5 separate regions of the Mus musculus genome follow, and regions 2, 3, 4 and 5 are each linked to region 1. The links are chromatin contacts, called in public promoter capture Hi-C maps. All regions are on one chromosome and are shown on one strand. The core of a region is the stretch at or near the end of the contact, and the rest is flanking DNA. Distances in the headings are between cores, read along the strand shown.

What was found. Promoter capture Hi-C pulls out the DNA fragments that hold promoters and counts their contacts.
Region 2: a promoter capture Hi-C map of liver shows a contact between it and region 1, with 15 times the contacts expected there. The contact joins the promoter of Zfp945 here to the promoter of Zfp229 in region 1. A contact is called at or near these places in 11 of 39 promoter capture datasets (the 3T3-L1 cell line, the C10 cell line, the HPC-7 cell line and 6 more).
Region 3: a promoter capture Hi-C map of pre-B cells shows a contact between it and region 1, with 8 times the contacts expected there. The contact joins the promoter of Zscan10 here to the promoter of Zfp229 in region 1. A contact is called at or near these places in 12 of 39 promoter capture datasets (the 3T3-L1 cell line, the C10 cell line, the HPC-7 cell line and 9 more), 1 of 115 datasets of contacts at active chromatin or transcription factors (stem cell-derived neural progenitor cells) and 1 of 9 other capture datasets (liver).
Region 4: a promoter capture Hi-C map of stem cell-derived epiblast-like cells shows a contact between it and region 1, with 7 times the contacts expected there. The contact joins the promoter of Pkmyt1 here to the promoter of Zfp229 in region 1. A contact is called at or near these places in 8 of 39 promoter capture datasets (the 3T3-L1 cell line, cranial neural crest, embryonic stem cells and 5 more).
Region 5: a promoter capture Hi-C map of the HPC-7 cell line shows a contact between it and region 1. The contact joins the promoter of 6330415G19Rik here to the promoter of Zfp229 in region 1. A contact is called at or near these places in 12 of 39 promoter capture datasets (the 3T3-L1 cell line, the C10 cell line, the HPC-7 cell line and 8 more), 3 of 115 datasets of contacts at active chromatin or transcription factors (astrocytes, large pre-B cells and stem cell-derived neural progenitor cells) and 3 of 9 other capture datasets (adipose tissue, liver and pancreatic islet).

The regions. Positions count from the first base shown.
Region 1 is chr17:21,732,355-21,735,184 of GRCm38.p6, forward strand. It overlaps Zfp229 (zinc finger protein 229), which reads left to right and starts at 1,370. Exons shown (of 6, transcript NM_001164676.1): 1 at 1,370-1,604.
Region 2 is chr17:22,865,792-22,868,588 of GRCm38.p6, forward strand. Zfp945 (zinc finger protein 945) reads right to left here and starts at 1,343. Exons shown (of 5, transcript NM_001110254.1): 1 at 1,190-1,343.
Region 3 is chr17:23,599,450-23,602,149 of GRCm38.p6, forward strand. Zscan10 (zinc finger and SCAN domain containing 10) reads left to right here and starts at 1,377. Exons shown (of 7, transcript NM_001289481.1): 1 at 1,377-1,510. It also overlaps a transcript of Zfp13 not described here.
Region 4 is chr17:23,725,027-23,727,842 of GRCm38.p6, forward strand. Pkmyt1 (protein kinase, membrane associated tyrosine/threonine 1) reads left to right here and starts at 1,310. Exons shown (of 8, transcript NM_023058.3): 1 at 1,310-1,615. 1520401A03Rik (elastin) reads right to left here and starts at 1,425. Exons shown (of 41, transcript XM_017317755.2): 1 at 1,113-1,425.
Region 5 is chr17:23,549,549-23,552,248 of GRCm38.p6, forward strand. 6330415G19Rik (RIKEN cDNA 6330415G19 gene) reads left to right here and starts at 1,251. Exons shown (of 2, transcript NR_126484.1): 1 at 1,251-1,352. n-TRccg2 (a tRNA gene) reads right to left here and starts at 787; the gene lies at 715-787. It also overlaps the pseudogene Casp16.

The DNA of each region.
Region 1 (2,830 bases), core at 120-2,619:
GTATAACATTGAAGCTAAATGGAAAAATATCTTGCCTCTAATTTGAAGCACTCATATTTTATTATTTCAGCATGTGAGAAGCAAAGGATAATTACTTGGCTTATTTTGTGAAATTGGTAACTCAGTGGGATGGCTTCCTTGGGAATCTTTTTCCCTGGGGGATATAACCCCCAAATATTTTACTTGATTTTTTTTAACACAAATTGTATGTTTGTTCTATTTTAGATTTGATCAGTCCAACACAAGTAGGCAGCATTGTAATTAGAGTCCTATTTTATGTGTGTTGATGCTGTGTTCATAAAATTTAGCCACTTAAGTGGCTGAAGAACTTAACTTTGTAGTTTCTACGAGAGGCACTTGGCCACGGAAGTATTTGTTTATGTTCTGCTTAAAGAGCAAAAGGGTTTTGTTGTCCCAGTCAGTAATGGGAATGACAAGGTTTTCCCATGAAGAACAGTGTCTTTACCCAAAGCAGTATGTGCCTGATGTCAAGTAAAGGGTGGGAGGGTCGAATTCCTTTCAATGTCTGTAAAGAAATTGATGCCTGCCAATGTGCTGTCAGAAAGCCTTTAAACAAAGAATCCCAAGATCAAAGCATCAAAGATTCAGGATGTTGATACTCCACGCGACCTGTGACATAAACACTGAAGACATATTGCTCTGAAGAAACAACAACAACACATACACACATAGACACACGCAAAGGGACATGCACAACGTTTACCAGGAAAATTAAGGAAGTCAAAAATGCCAGGAACAGATTACCAAGAAATATAGCCTATGTTTACTGAGAGCTTCTACTTTTTTTTTTTTTTTTCAAGACTGGATCTCGTTATGTAGCCCTGGCTGTGCTGGAACTCACTCTGTAGGCCAGGCTGGCCTTGAACTCAGGCCTGGCTCTGCCTTCTGAGTGCTGAGATTTTACAGGCTTGCAACACTACTGCCCAGTGAATTTCCTTTTTCCCCGTTACTTCATATTAAGTTTTCCTTAACACCTGGCCTTATTGGATTCATCTATTTAGTCCTCATTTTTCTCTCCACCCTTTGCTTGTGATTTCTTGATCTCCAGTCATTTTGTTCTGTCATTTTTAAGTTTCGTTCAGATATTTGAACCCTTTCTTTGGGCTTTCACGCCATTGAACAGTCTCTAGAACTGTTTTGTAGTCTGCCTCTAATTTGCCGTCCTTAGAGAACACTGCCCCCTTTTCACCCTTTCCCATGGCAATTGACATTTCTTAAGGTGTCTGCCGCCCAGTGGGCGTTGGATACTTGCAGTTTTCAGAACAACATAGCTGGGACCCTTGGGAAAGTAAACGGAACAGGAAGTAGGTGGGCGGGATTGGGTACGGTGAGAGGACACTTAATAGTGGGTGGGACCAGAGTAGGCAACATATTCCCAAAAGCGGGAGAGGGCCTCAGCAAAACTCGCCTTTCCCTCAGAAATTTCCGGGGACACCTAGTGCAGAATCTGGGCCAAGGACACTGCCCAGGGTCTTGCGGAGACGTGAAAACTCCCGAGAGCCGCAGGTGCCGCGCGGGGCATCCTGGTAGAGTCAGCAGCGCGGCGGCGGAAACCGCAGCCCGGCGGCCCTGGAACCTCCCAGGTCAGAGGCGCTGCGGGGCTGGAGCGGAGTAGGGTGTGATCGGTTTCTGGGCTACTCATTAGGACTCTGCTCTCATGAGCTCCTAAGAACTGGACAATTCCTGACTTTTTTTTTTCTTGTAAGGTTTTCAACATATTCTCTTAAAAATCTCACAATTCTCTTTGTTAGTTCGGAAAGAACAAAACACTTTAAATTATCCAAGCTTTTCAAGAGAGTAGCATTTAGAGCTGGTGGATTGTCAACCTAAAAAACTTGTTAGATATTAGTCACATAAGGATCGACAGAAGAATCACAAATATATTTTCACAAACTCCACAGTTATAGTTGTAATCATTAATATTTACTCTGTAGAATTTTATCACTAACTTGACATCTGAGATGCACACATTCTATGATGTAAATACAGTACTCAAAATCTTGTATTCCAGGTGAGGGTCTTAATGTTACATCTTAGAGTCCAGAAAGTCACCTTATGCATGCTGAGTGTGAAGATATCAGACCCTACAGTATGTTCAGTGACAAAGCACCACAGTAGAAAGGACCTTTGCATAACTGTGGCTGCTTACTTACTTCAGAAAACAGTCTCCAATTCAATGTGCCCTTGGTTCATAACCTGCACTTTACTCAAGGGCAGGTGGCCAAAGTGTTGCTTTTTATTTCAGGATTTGTTGATCTCCAGTGATGTGGCTGTGGACTTGTCCCAGGAAAAGAGGGAATGCCTACACTCTCTTCACGGGGCTTTTTGCATAGAGACTTCATGTTAGAATTAAAGTGGGATAAGGTAGAAAAGACCATTTATTTGATACTGAATTACTGATTTATTGAATGATTTACTTAAAGCACTGCTGTAGTGTTCTGCAACTTCATCTTGCTACTTGGAACAGAATGACCTGGAGAGGTGGCGGAAACAAAAGTCTTGCCCTTACCTACCTTACCCGCAAAGCTTACATCTGTCAGCTGTAACCTGCATTTGAAAAACCTCCAAGCTAACTGCCTTGATGCTTCAGGGAAGTCCTGCTTACTTTCCTTCTGGCCCCACCTTGTGCTTATAGACTATAAAATGCATATAGGAACTGGCCTGGAGACCAGGCCTTTCAGAGCTCTCCCACCTTTGGTCCATCTGTGACATCTATTCTTTCACTGGCAGTGGTGTCTCAGAGTGCTTATTCTAGAATGATTACAATAGAAGCACAGCCTTTGGTTACTGTGTGTGAGAAGAGTTTTCT
Region 2 (2,797 bases), core at 93-2,592, 1.1 Mb after region 1:
TTTCTAATTTTATTTAATTTAGAGTGAGTTTTCTATCTATAACAATAAGGTGGCTTGACATTGCCCTTCCACAGCATGCATGCTGGTCTGGCCTTGTTAGATATCAAAGGAGCTTAGGAAAAATGGCTAACTGAGGTGCCTATTAATATATCATAGTGGACATCTTTGGATAACTGTTTCCTTGGCACCTGTTTCCTCTCTTGGGAGCCTCCTATTCCCTAACTCCCCCTTTCAACCCCCCAAGTCACGGCCAGGTTAAGTTTGGACCCTTCCAGATACCTCTGTTCTCTCATACTGTGAAGCCCAAAATTAACATGTAAGCACTACCTACCCAAGAACCAAATAACTTCCTAAAATGCTGGGAGTTGTAGTTCTTGGAAAAGTAACAAACTCTCATGGGAATGTATGCAGGTTTGTCTTTATAAACTCCTGTAGCATGAGGCCAAAGTCCATAGCTTGGTCAGTATTTAATATTTAATAATACTTGCCCAAATGGTGGTACTGATTTGTCTCAGGCAAATCTCAGGATTAACATAACTTACAATAAATTTTCTCCTCAACCATACCTTAGAGCAGTCACGTCCTCAGTTTTCAGTTGTAACTCAACATATAAAGACACATTTCTGACTGCAGTATTTACATCACAGAGTGTGCACATCTAAGATGGAAACCAAAACCAAAACCAAAGCAAAACGGGGAGTAAAGCTTTGCCCAGTAATATTTAAAGTTCACAGCTCTAACTATGGTGCTTAGTCATGTATATTTTCTGACTCAATCAAATCTCAACTGGTTCTTCAGATGACTAATATCTGCAAAACTCTCCGAGGATGCCCATTCTCCGGGCCAATGGCCACTCTCTTGAATAGGAAATGGTGGAACAGGGGTGTTAAGAAAGCATGAGTGAATTTGAATTCGAGGAGCTTTGTAACTGCTGGAGCAAAGAGAGCTCTGCGTGCGAACTGCAGATTCTGCAAATGCTCTACGAGATTATTTTCGGAAAATATTCTGGCAACCATAAGATAAACGAAAACATCACGATAAACCCCCAGTTCATAGGATCTCAAACTTCCCGACAACGCTAAGATAACCATGGCAGAATTATGAAAGCGGCGTCCTTAAGAGCCGCGGAGGAAAACACACCCCTGCTTCTCCGCTCCCACCCTTTTCCCAGCCCCCCAGCCCCTCTGACCTGGGAGGTTCCCGCTGCCGGGCTGCTGACGCTTCCAAAATGCTCCCAGAGGCACCTGAGTCTTAAGGAAGTTTTCGGGTACCCTAATACACGGCCGGGTTCTTCCAACCCCACTTCCAGACCGTGCGGCTCCCTGAGTTCTTCAGGGAAAGGTGGAATTTCCTGTCACTCACGCTTGTTTTCTTAGAGAAGCTCCTCCTGTACCCGCCCAACATAGCCCACTTCCGGTTATGCGATTCCTTTAAACCCGCTTACTATAGGCCTGTTTTACTTTAATTTACTTTACTTCCCAGCTGGTTTTGTTTTGCCCCACCCCCACCCCCCTAAATCATCTGCTCAGACAGGGGTGTCCACCCATCAGGAACAGCTCCTCCCACTCAGTTTTGGGCAGCCTGCCACACAGCTCCAGCTGCCAGACCTGGACTTGCTCTTTGCTCTCATCATCCCCTATACTTGTTGCCAGGCTTGACCAGAATTGGATCAAATAGGATGATGCACCCAGTATCTGACCTCCAACATGGGTTCTGATCCCATCAGATATGTTATTCTAACTTCCCCTCCTTGGAATACCAGCACACACACACACACACACACACACACACACACAGAGGAGTAAATTCTGATGCTCACTCAGATCCTTTTCCCAAAACAAAATAAAACAAAAATTGAACGTTGTTGCCTCTAAACACTAATCATATCTGTATCCCCTAAGGAAAGGAGCTTAAATATCCAATATACAGAACTGAAAACCAGAGTCATGTTCAAGAAGGTCAAAGTTTGTAAAGTATGTTAATAAACTCAAAATAGGAACAAAATGGTTGTGGGCAACAAAACAATAGCAAATGCCTGAAGGAAGTAGTGACAATATAGAATATGCAAACTGAATTTAATAAGTAGTGCACACTGTAATTCCCCACTCCCTACAATTCTGGCCCATACTTCCAACTAATCTCCTTCTCTCTCTCTCTCTCTCTCACTCTCTCTCTCTCTCTCTTTCTCATATTCATTTCGATTCATTTTGTTTTGTGACCCATCATGATTAATCAGGATCATCTGTGAGACACTGGTTTTGGAACTATGTTTTGGAACCTGCTGGTCTCAGCAGATGAGACACAACTAAGCACAGTGATTTCCCCTTCTCCTAAAACTGACTTATTGCCACAGTCAGGGTGGGGTCCTGTGACCCTCTCCTCTTTGGAGACTGATTGTAGCTAGGGTTAGTCTTGAGTGAGGTCAGTGCAGGTAAATACAGGTGCTCTGAGTCACTGACTACAATAGTTGTATGGAATCTGGAGAATGACATGTTATGGCCATCTCATCTTTTCTCCTTACTTCTTTCTCCTTCCTCTTCCTTAATATTCCCAGAGCTATAGATGGCATGATGTAACTGACTTGTTTATGATTGTGCCCATATACATTGCTTATTTTCTGCATATTTGACAGCCTCATCTTTCTGCATTATCACTGAATTTTCATACGGAATTTTTGTCCTTTAAGGAAAGGAAGGAAGGAAGGAAAGAAGGAAGGAAGGAAGGAAGGAAGGAAGGAAGGAAGGAAGGAAGGAAGAGAGAAATAGCCCGTTTAGCATCCTCCCAGATATTTTTTTTA
Region 3 (2,700 bases), core at 127-2,626, 1.9 Mb after region 1:
GAGCAAGGCTGGGCCTAGTCACGACAGTCTGAGACATCAGGGCTTTGGGGGCGACCAGCGCCGAGTTTCCTTGACCCCGCGAGTGATGTAGTGCACTCTAGAACGGGGTGGACACTCCAGATAGCACCACTGATTCCCGGAAGGAATCCTCCTCTGTATTTGGGAGCATGTAACTAAGAAAGCCCATCAATGCAAAGGGGAGAGTTTGACTTTAAAGTGGGCTCCAAAGGGTTTGTGGAGGTAACTTCTCCTGAGAGGCGGGGCGAGGCGGAGGGCGCTGTTAGTAGGACAAAGCCACTAGCAGGATTCTGGTGGGGGAGACTTTTAAAAGCTATATGGACTGAGGAACACTCATCTTTATCACATCTTCTTGTCGGTGTATGTTTTAATTTTTTTCTCACTACATTTATTTATTTACTTATTTATAGGTTGGGTGGGGGCACATGTGGAAGTCAGAGGACTACTTGTGGAAGTCAGTGGCCCAGGTTTTTGTTTGTTTGTTTTGAGGCGGGATTTCATGTAGCCCAGTGACTTCAGACTTCATATTAGCTGAAAGAGGCCTGCCTCCATTTCCCAGATGCAGAGATTACAAGTGTGCACGATCATGCCCAATTTTATGATGTGTGCTTCCTGCTTGGCAGGAAAGCATTCTACCAACTGAGATGTATCCCTTTGGTTTTGAGTTTTTGAGACAAGTTCACTCTGTTACACCAAGCCCATCTGGAATTCAGGGCACTCTTCCAGCCTTAGCTGAACCTGGAAAAGATAGCACTGCAGGTGTAAACCATCACACCTGCCTTCTGTCCCCCTCCTTTTCTACTTTGAGACAAGGTCTCACCACGTAACTATAACCTGTAACTCAATATGTAGACCAGGCTGGTCTTGAACTAATAAGAGATCCACCTGCCTCTGCCTCCTGAGTGCTGGAATTAAAGGTGTTTTCCACTCTAATTGACCTATTTTATTTTCTTACAACTGCAGTCTCATCTGTTCCTTGGAATGCAACCCCCACACCCCAAATCCACCTGGGGCAGGGCCTCATTCCTCAGTTTAGCTCCATGTCCTTAGAGCCTGCTGTTTAATAAACATGTAGATAAATATTTGTTGTATGAATGAAAAGCCAAGCAAAGAGGCCTACACACAGCAAGCACGTAAAACAGAAGCTCTTGGCCCCAAAAGGGCATCAGTCTGTCTCCGCGTAGATGGAGAAGCTCTGGCTTAGAGTAACTTAACTCTTACAGAAGCTTGGCAAAGTTAGAATCTGGAGTCATCACTTTTCCCTTGGTTTGTTTCTGGCTCCTCCCTCTTCCTTACCCCACCCAGACTGGGAGGTGAAGGGTTAATTCCTGGAAGCCCCTTTATCCCCTTACCTGAAAGGGATGGGTCAGGCAGGGAACTTCCTGTTCCATTTCCCGGGATTCCTTTCCCAAACTAGGCTACGCTGCCTCTTACCCTGAATTCTCCCAAGGATCCCCAAACATCTCGGCCTCAGGCGTCGGTACCTGGAGTGGTGAGTTGGAGGGCTGGGGTGTAGGCTTACAGCACTGTGGAGAGTGAAGGGTGTTTCGGGGGACCTACTGGTAGGCTGAGAGCTAGAAAAGTCTTGGTTATAATGAGCGGGTAACTCGTGCTGGAGACTCCAAGGCCACACAGCATGATGCATTTGTGGCCTTGGAGACATGAGGGAGGGTCCCAGAAGTGACGATGCCATGCGTTCCTAGCACCAGAAGGGGATCTCTGCCTTAAAAAAAAAAAAAAAAAAAAAAAAAAAAACAAGTTAACAGAGTTGAGCAAGTTAGACTGCTAGCAGAGAAAGGGGGTTATTTCTTGCAGAGGACCACTCTAGCTCCCTAGTGTGTAGGTGGATTTTATAGCAGTACCTACATACAAATTTAGACCGGCCAGATTTCACTAAAGAGCTTTCTCGCCCCACACCCAGCCAACCCCCTACAGAGGTGCATATTAATAGGCCTTTTGTCCTGGAGACCTGGGGGAGGGACAGGCTTTCTAAGGCCTACTTGCCTGAATTCCATCTCTTGGAAACCTCTGGCAAGTCCTCACCTAGAAATTCCAGCTGCTGTGTGGTTAGGCGGGCCTTTGACCAGAATCTAGAATTCTCTCTTTCTTATCTATGCTGTCATACTCCAAGCTAATACTGGCAAAATTTCATGGGGTAGGACGCAAATAGTGGGTTCGGAACCCCATTTCCACTTTAGCAAGCAGTATTGCAGCACCGGGTGAAGCTGTGAGTAAATCACCTTGGACTCTCTGAACCTGTAGGATTAATAGGTTGATCTAGCAAGTGAGTCCGGGCGGGATGAAGTGAGCAGCAGGCAACTGACTGGGCTGCTAAACGCTTGGAACTCACGAGCATCTGCTGCAGAGTGGCCAGAGTGACTTCACTCTCTAATTGTTTTTATTTTTTTAAGGTTTATTTATTTTATATACAGAGGGTTTGTATGAATGTGCATCTGCGCACTATAAGAGGGAACTGGGTCCCACCAACAGTTGGGAGTTGCCATGTGAGTTCTGGGACTTGAAGTCTCATGAGCTCCGGAAAAGCAGCCACGCTCTGAGCCTGGAGCGCCTCCATATCATATTTCATATGCTTCTTCAGACAGCGAAATGCAATGCTGTTTCCTGTGTGTGTGAGCCAGAAATTAGGGCTCGATGTGCTGGCTGGGCACAGGCCCTGAAGAT
Region 4 (2,816 bases), core at 60-2,559, 2.0 Mb after region 1:
CTTGTTTCGTTTTTTTGTTTTGTTTTGTTTTAATTGAGTTTTCTTTTTCTTTCTTTCTTTTTTTAAGATTTTATTTATTTTATGTATGTGAGTACACTGTAGTTGTCTTCAGGCACACCAGAAGAAGGCATTACAGATGGCTGTGAGCCACCATGTGGTTTCTGGGAATTGAATTCAGGACCTCTGGAAGAACAGTCAGTGCTCTTAACCACTGAGCCATCTCTCCAGCCCCAGGAATATTGTTATAGTACCCACTGGCCTCCAATTCCTAGGCTCATGTGACCTTTCTGCCTCAGCCGCCTCTGTGCTTGGGGTATAGACATGTACCAGTGCAGTTTTTTGTTTGTTTGTTTGTTTTGTTTTGTTTTGTTTTTTGTTACTGTGTGTGTGTTAGTGTGTTTTAATCATTATGAATTAGACTTTGAGGAATAAATGGTTGGAAGAAGGGGAGGCCTGTCCAGAAAACGGAGCTGGCAGAAAATAGCTCTAAATAGTTGGAGAGGGACCTGTCTAGGGTTCTCAACAAGGACTAGACCAAGTCACAACTGTTCTGGCTCTCAAAGTCACTAAAGCAAAGGGAAGGGCTTGGAGGTGGGCGGTACCCCAGCTCTTGATCTCAGGCTTAAGTAGGGCCTGGCCTTCCTTCCCACTGTTGTTCCAAGAGATTGCAGGAGCATTTTAGAGAGATTGGCTATAAAGCATGATTTTTCACTTCTAGTTGAAATCAATAAAGGTCCCTTTCTCCATGAAGCAAGCTCCACCCCACTTTGTTCTGTGCAGACCTTCTTTAAAGAAATTGTCCTAGGTTCCTCGGCTCCACGTTTAGAAGAAAAGTGACAACCCATCATGTACCAGAGGTTGTGAGGCCAGGAAGTGACTGAGAGGAGTCAGTTGAGCACAAGGTTCTGAGCTAAAGGATGTAAGAATCGGCCTCAGACAGCCTATTTACAAGGAGACTCCACCGTCTTAGAACAGGCGCTACCAATCGCTATCCTGGGATGATGAAGACCGGTGTCTGAATATGCATAAGATTATAAGTAGTGGGACATTCGCTTGTGCTGTCCCCAGTGGCAACTCCTTGAGGAGATGCCACTTGGCTGCAGGGCCCTTACCTGCCCCTTTTATGGACACGAATATTAAGGCAGCCAATAGAGAGCAGCTGGTGTGGGGACCATAGTGTGAAGGCCGACAAATACCGACAGAGAGGGGCCAAGGATCGTTCCCGCCGCAATAGGCCTCGAAGAGTTGCGTCTGCGCAGTGAGAGCGCTCCGGCAAACTTCGGAGGCGGGGAGACCTCGGTGCGCACGCAAGACGCGAGGCGGGGCCAATGCCCCGGGCGCTAGACCCGCTGCACCAGGCGGGGGCGGGACCACGGGCGAGCCTGGGCGGGGCCTCGAGGCCGGTTTGGAATTTTTGGCGCGAGCTGGCTCCGCGCGCGTTCACGGGCGGTTCCCCTTCTTGGAGGGTGCTTCGTCCCGGTGTCCAGAGGCCCCGCTGCCCGACCCCGGCCTGCCTGGCCTCTGTGAGGTCCCCAGCGGCCCCCGCCGACCCGGAACCTGGGACCTCGCTGCTGCGCCACGCTGCGCCACGCTGCGCCACGCCCAGCCTCCCCAGGTGAGCCCACACCCGGGTGAGATCTCCCGGTTGCGCCGCTCTTCCGCCGGCGCCCTGGCCCGCGCTCCTGCCGCGCTGCGCCCCGCGACTGCCCTCCGGCCTCTTCTCAGTATCCGGTCACCCCCCCACCCCCCTGCAGCAGCCCCACCCCTCCGTGTCTGTCACGGGCCGGACTAGCCCTCGGATGACTCCAGGTCAGCGCTGTCGCCCACGCCCCGCCTACTCCCGCGGGTCCCCTGTCCCTTCCCATTGGGCGCTCCTTTTCCAGCACTGCCTCTCTTTCTCCCGCGGCTCTCTGGGAAGAGCCCCTCCACCCCCGGGTGACAGCCTGTTTACGCAATGGTTTGTCAGAGTTCCCCCTCGCCTACCGAACGGATTCAGCAGTGGCCCTGCACGGGAGAAACTCACAGTCTAACGCTAGATGGTGGTCAACAGATGGGTACAGCTCAGTAAGAGGGTGAGGTCCCTGGAAACCCAGTGGCTCAGGGACACTCTGTACTCAGCCGGGACTCCACTACCAACCCTTCTCACCCCATAAAAGCTGTTTGACCAGGCCAGAGGTATTAGAATGTAAATGACCAGTGATGTTGAAATGAAAATGGCATTGAGAGGGAATGGTCTCTCTGGCTGAAACAGAAGGTGATGGACTCCCAGGTGCTAGGCATGGAGACTGTATTCCTTCTTCCTTTAAAAAAAAAAAGTTTTTACTCTTTTTAATGCATGTGTATTTTTGTCTGTTTGTGCCTAGTGCCCACATAGGTCAGAAAAGGGTGTCAGATCCCTTTGGAATTGGAGTTACAGACGCTTGTGTGTCAGGGAATCAAACCTGGTCCTTTGGAAGGGCAGCAAGTACTCTTACCTCCCCCACCCACGTCCCCTTCAAGACTGTAGGTTTAATTAACAAGCATGATCGTGGATCCTTACAGAAGACCTGGGATGGGATTTGTTTTTTTTTTTCTTAGGGTGGGCATCAAATGCAGGACGCTGATGGTGCCAGGCATGTACTCTATCACTAAGCTAAAGGCCACCTCTGGGATGGGATTCTTGAAGTAAATAGATCCATAACAAGAGGGCCTTCCAGCAAGCCTCTTAAGTACTTAACCTAAGTAGTAATTTGATCTAGCTACTACTAGAGGTTAGGTGTGGCTCCTTTGATACATTGTGGCTTCCCCTAAAATGGACACTTTCTATTGCTTTTTTG
Region 5 (2,700 bases), core at 1-2,500, 1.8 Mb after region 1:
TTAAAGAGAAAATTATTCTGCACAAGGCTCTGTCACGTGAGCTGGTACCCCGCCCTCCCATTCTGTGGTTCTCCTGGGAGTTGTAGGGATGACAACGGTTCCACTTAGACCGAATCCCTTAAATAGAGATATCCCACACACACACACCAGGTTAAATGTCAACTCAATCTGGGACATATTCTTGCTATTTAAAAATTTATATTTACACTGGACCTGTAAGGAGACGCCTCTGTTGTTGTTGAGACAGGATCTCATGTAGCCCAGTGGCTTTTAATTCCCCTGCCTCCGCCTCCTAAATACCGGCATTACAGGTGTGCCTGGACATTGTAAGAAATCTAATTTTCTTACTGTTTCATGGATTTTAAAGCTGTGGACATATAAACCGAATTTACTGCTTTAGTTATTTTCAAGTGTTCAGTTCAGTGACAATTGCATTCACCCAGATAGCCTACTGAGTTTTTTATTTTAATCAAATGTCTTTAACGTTCCCTTGGGACACCTCCCACCCACCACGTAAGCAATCCAATCTAGCATCTATTCGGTTCCTTTCCTTGGCACTAATTCGAGCTGCTCGTAGTCTGTCTTGAGATAATAACTTCACCTACTTAATACAAACATGCTGGTCTTCCTTCCGGGGTACCAGACAAGAGTTTGAAAAGCAAATTTGAGAATGGGAAATTTTAAGGTAGGTTTTTAAAAAGCAAATGCACGCAGCGACCACGAAGGGACTCGAACCCCCAATCTTCTGATCCGGAATCAGACGCCTTATCCATTAGGCCACGCGGCCCTACACTGACTCAGGCCTTAGCTCTCTCCATAAGACTTATTCAAGCGCCTACTGCGCATGCTTAAACCAAAGAAAAATCCTACCTATTGAGCCAATCTATTTAGTGACAGTCTCAAAGGAGCCTCCACAAGTTTGAACCGATATAATCAGACTCCTGAGCAGTCAGTCAGCAGAAGCCCTTCCGGATCCTAGAGGCTCGTCTTTCAGATCTCCTCCATTGGCTGGCCCTCAACTCAAGACCAGGGACAACCCACATGAACTTGCCCTATCACGTCACTGAAGTATCCACAATTGTCTTTTCCAGTCTCCAGACCCGTGCTGGCTCGCCTCTCTGGCAACTCCATGGCCCCAGCGCCATGTGGAGATTGAGACCGCCCGCATCAGGGACTCAGCGAGGCGAGAGTTATAGTTCCGGAGATGATCCTTCCCAGAACTTCTTTCTCCCTAAGCCTCTCCCAGCATATCCAGGTCAGCCTTGTGAGGTTCCGTAGTCCCAGACAGGAAGCACAGACCCGATTCAACCTCTGGTTCCCGAGAGCACAGTCGATCCCCTATCTACTACCAGGTAACTTTCCCCATTATCTCACGTATTTCAGAAAGAGCATACATTTTCCGGAGCACGCCGATCATGAACACATACATATTTATTGGCGCTATGTGAGCTCCCACGCCCAAACTGCTGCATCGATGACAGGGTGTGAAGAGGGGATGTAGGGGAAGTGGTGAGGTTGCTCGTCCTATAAACAGAGCCGGCGCCTGAGCAAGCTGCGGATCTCCAGGCAGGCTTTGCACAGCTCATCACTGTCTGGCCCCAGGACGTCCAGCTCACACACCCGCCTGTTGACCCTGTTGACACTCAGCTAGGCCCTGAGGGGCTCAGTCCATCACACCCACTGCAGTCATTGTCTGCTGGAGGGGTTTTTGCGGAGAGGTCGATACTTTCTGAAATAGTCTATGAATCCTAGGCTGGTCTCAGTCTCTGGTCCTGCCACTACCTCCCAGCTACAGGCATGCTCCTCAATGACCGACTCTTGTGTCTGTTGTTCTGTAAGCCTAAAATTTCAAGTGCTACCTAATCATCTTTGAGCCTAATACTAACCCAGCAGTTTTACATGAGCTCCTTGCTCTCAACCAAAAAGTCCCCCACCCAAAGGGAAAGGCTCCCCACCCCATATATATAATCATATAATCAGCCAGACCAGCATTGCCCACCCTGACCTCAACACAAGAAGAGGACCTCCCTATTAGCCTGCAAAACTGTACAAATGAACTGACCCTATTCTGTAACAACCCAGTGGCACCTCCCTTCCTGCACCCCCTGCTGGCTCCTTCTACTTCCCAGTATACCCCCCACCTCAGTCCCCTCCTCCCAATGGCTTCTGGTGTCCTCCTCTCCTGAACTTTATTTAGTGTATGTAATAGCTGCTGCTGAGTTTGTCTGACCAATGTGCCCTGTATTTGAGCATCTCTTGATGTGAGGGCAAGAGGGAGGGAGGGAGGGAGGGAGGGAGGGAGGGAGGGAGGGAGGGAGGGAGGGAGGGAGAGAGAGAGAGAGAGAGAGAGAGAGAGCCTTCTCCTTGCTTCTCCTTTCCCTGGGTTAAGTGGAAGGTAATGAGAACACTCCCACAGATCCAGCCCCTCTTTCTCCCCTCCTAACCCCGTTCCTCACACCTCAGTCAGCAGCTCAAGGAGATCTCTTCCAGGGTTGGCTCTGATGACCTCCACCAGTGTCTGGACAAAGTCCGAGCCCTTTTCATCCCGATAAGCCACACAGCCTAGGTGAGGGGATGGGGTCAGAGTCAACCTTGGGCTGACATCCCAACCTTCAGTGGCCTATTGTGGGTGGAAGAAGTGAGGAGGGGAAGCAGAGAGCATTCTGGGTAACTGGCTTCAGACCAGCACAGGGTCAGGGA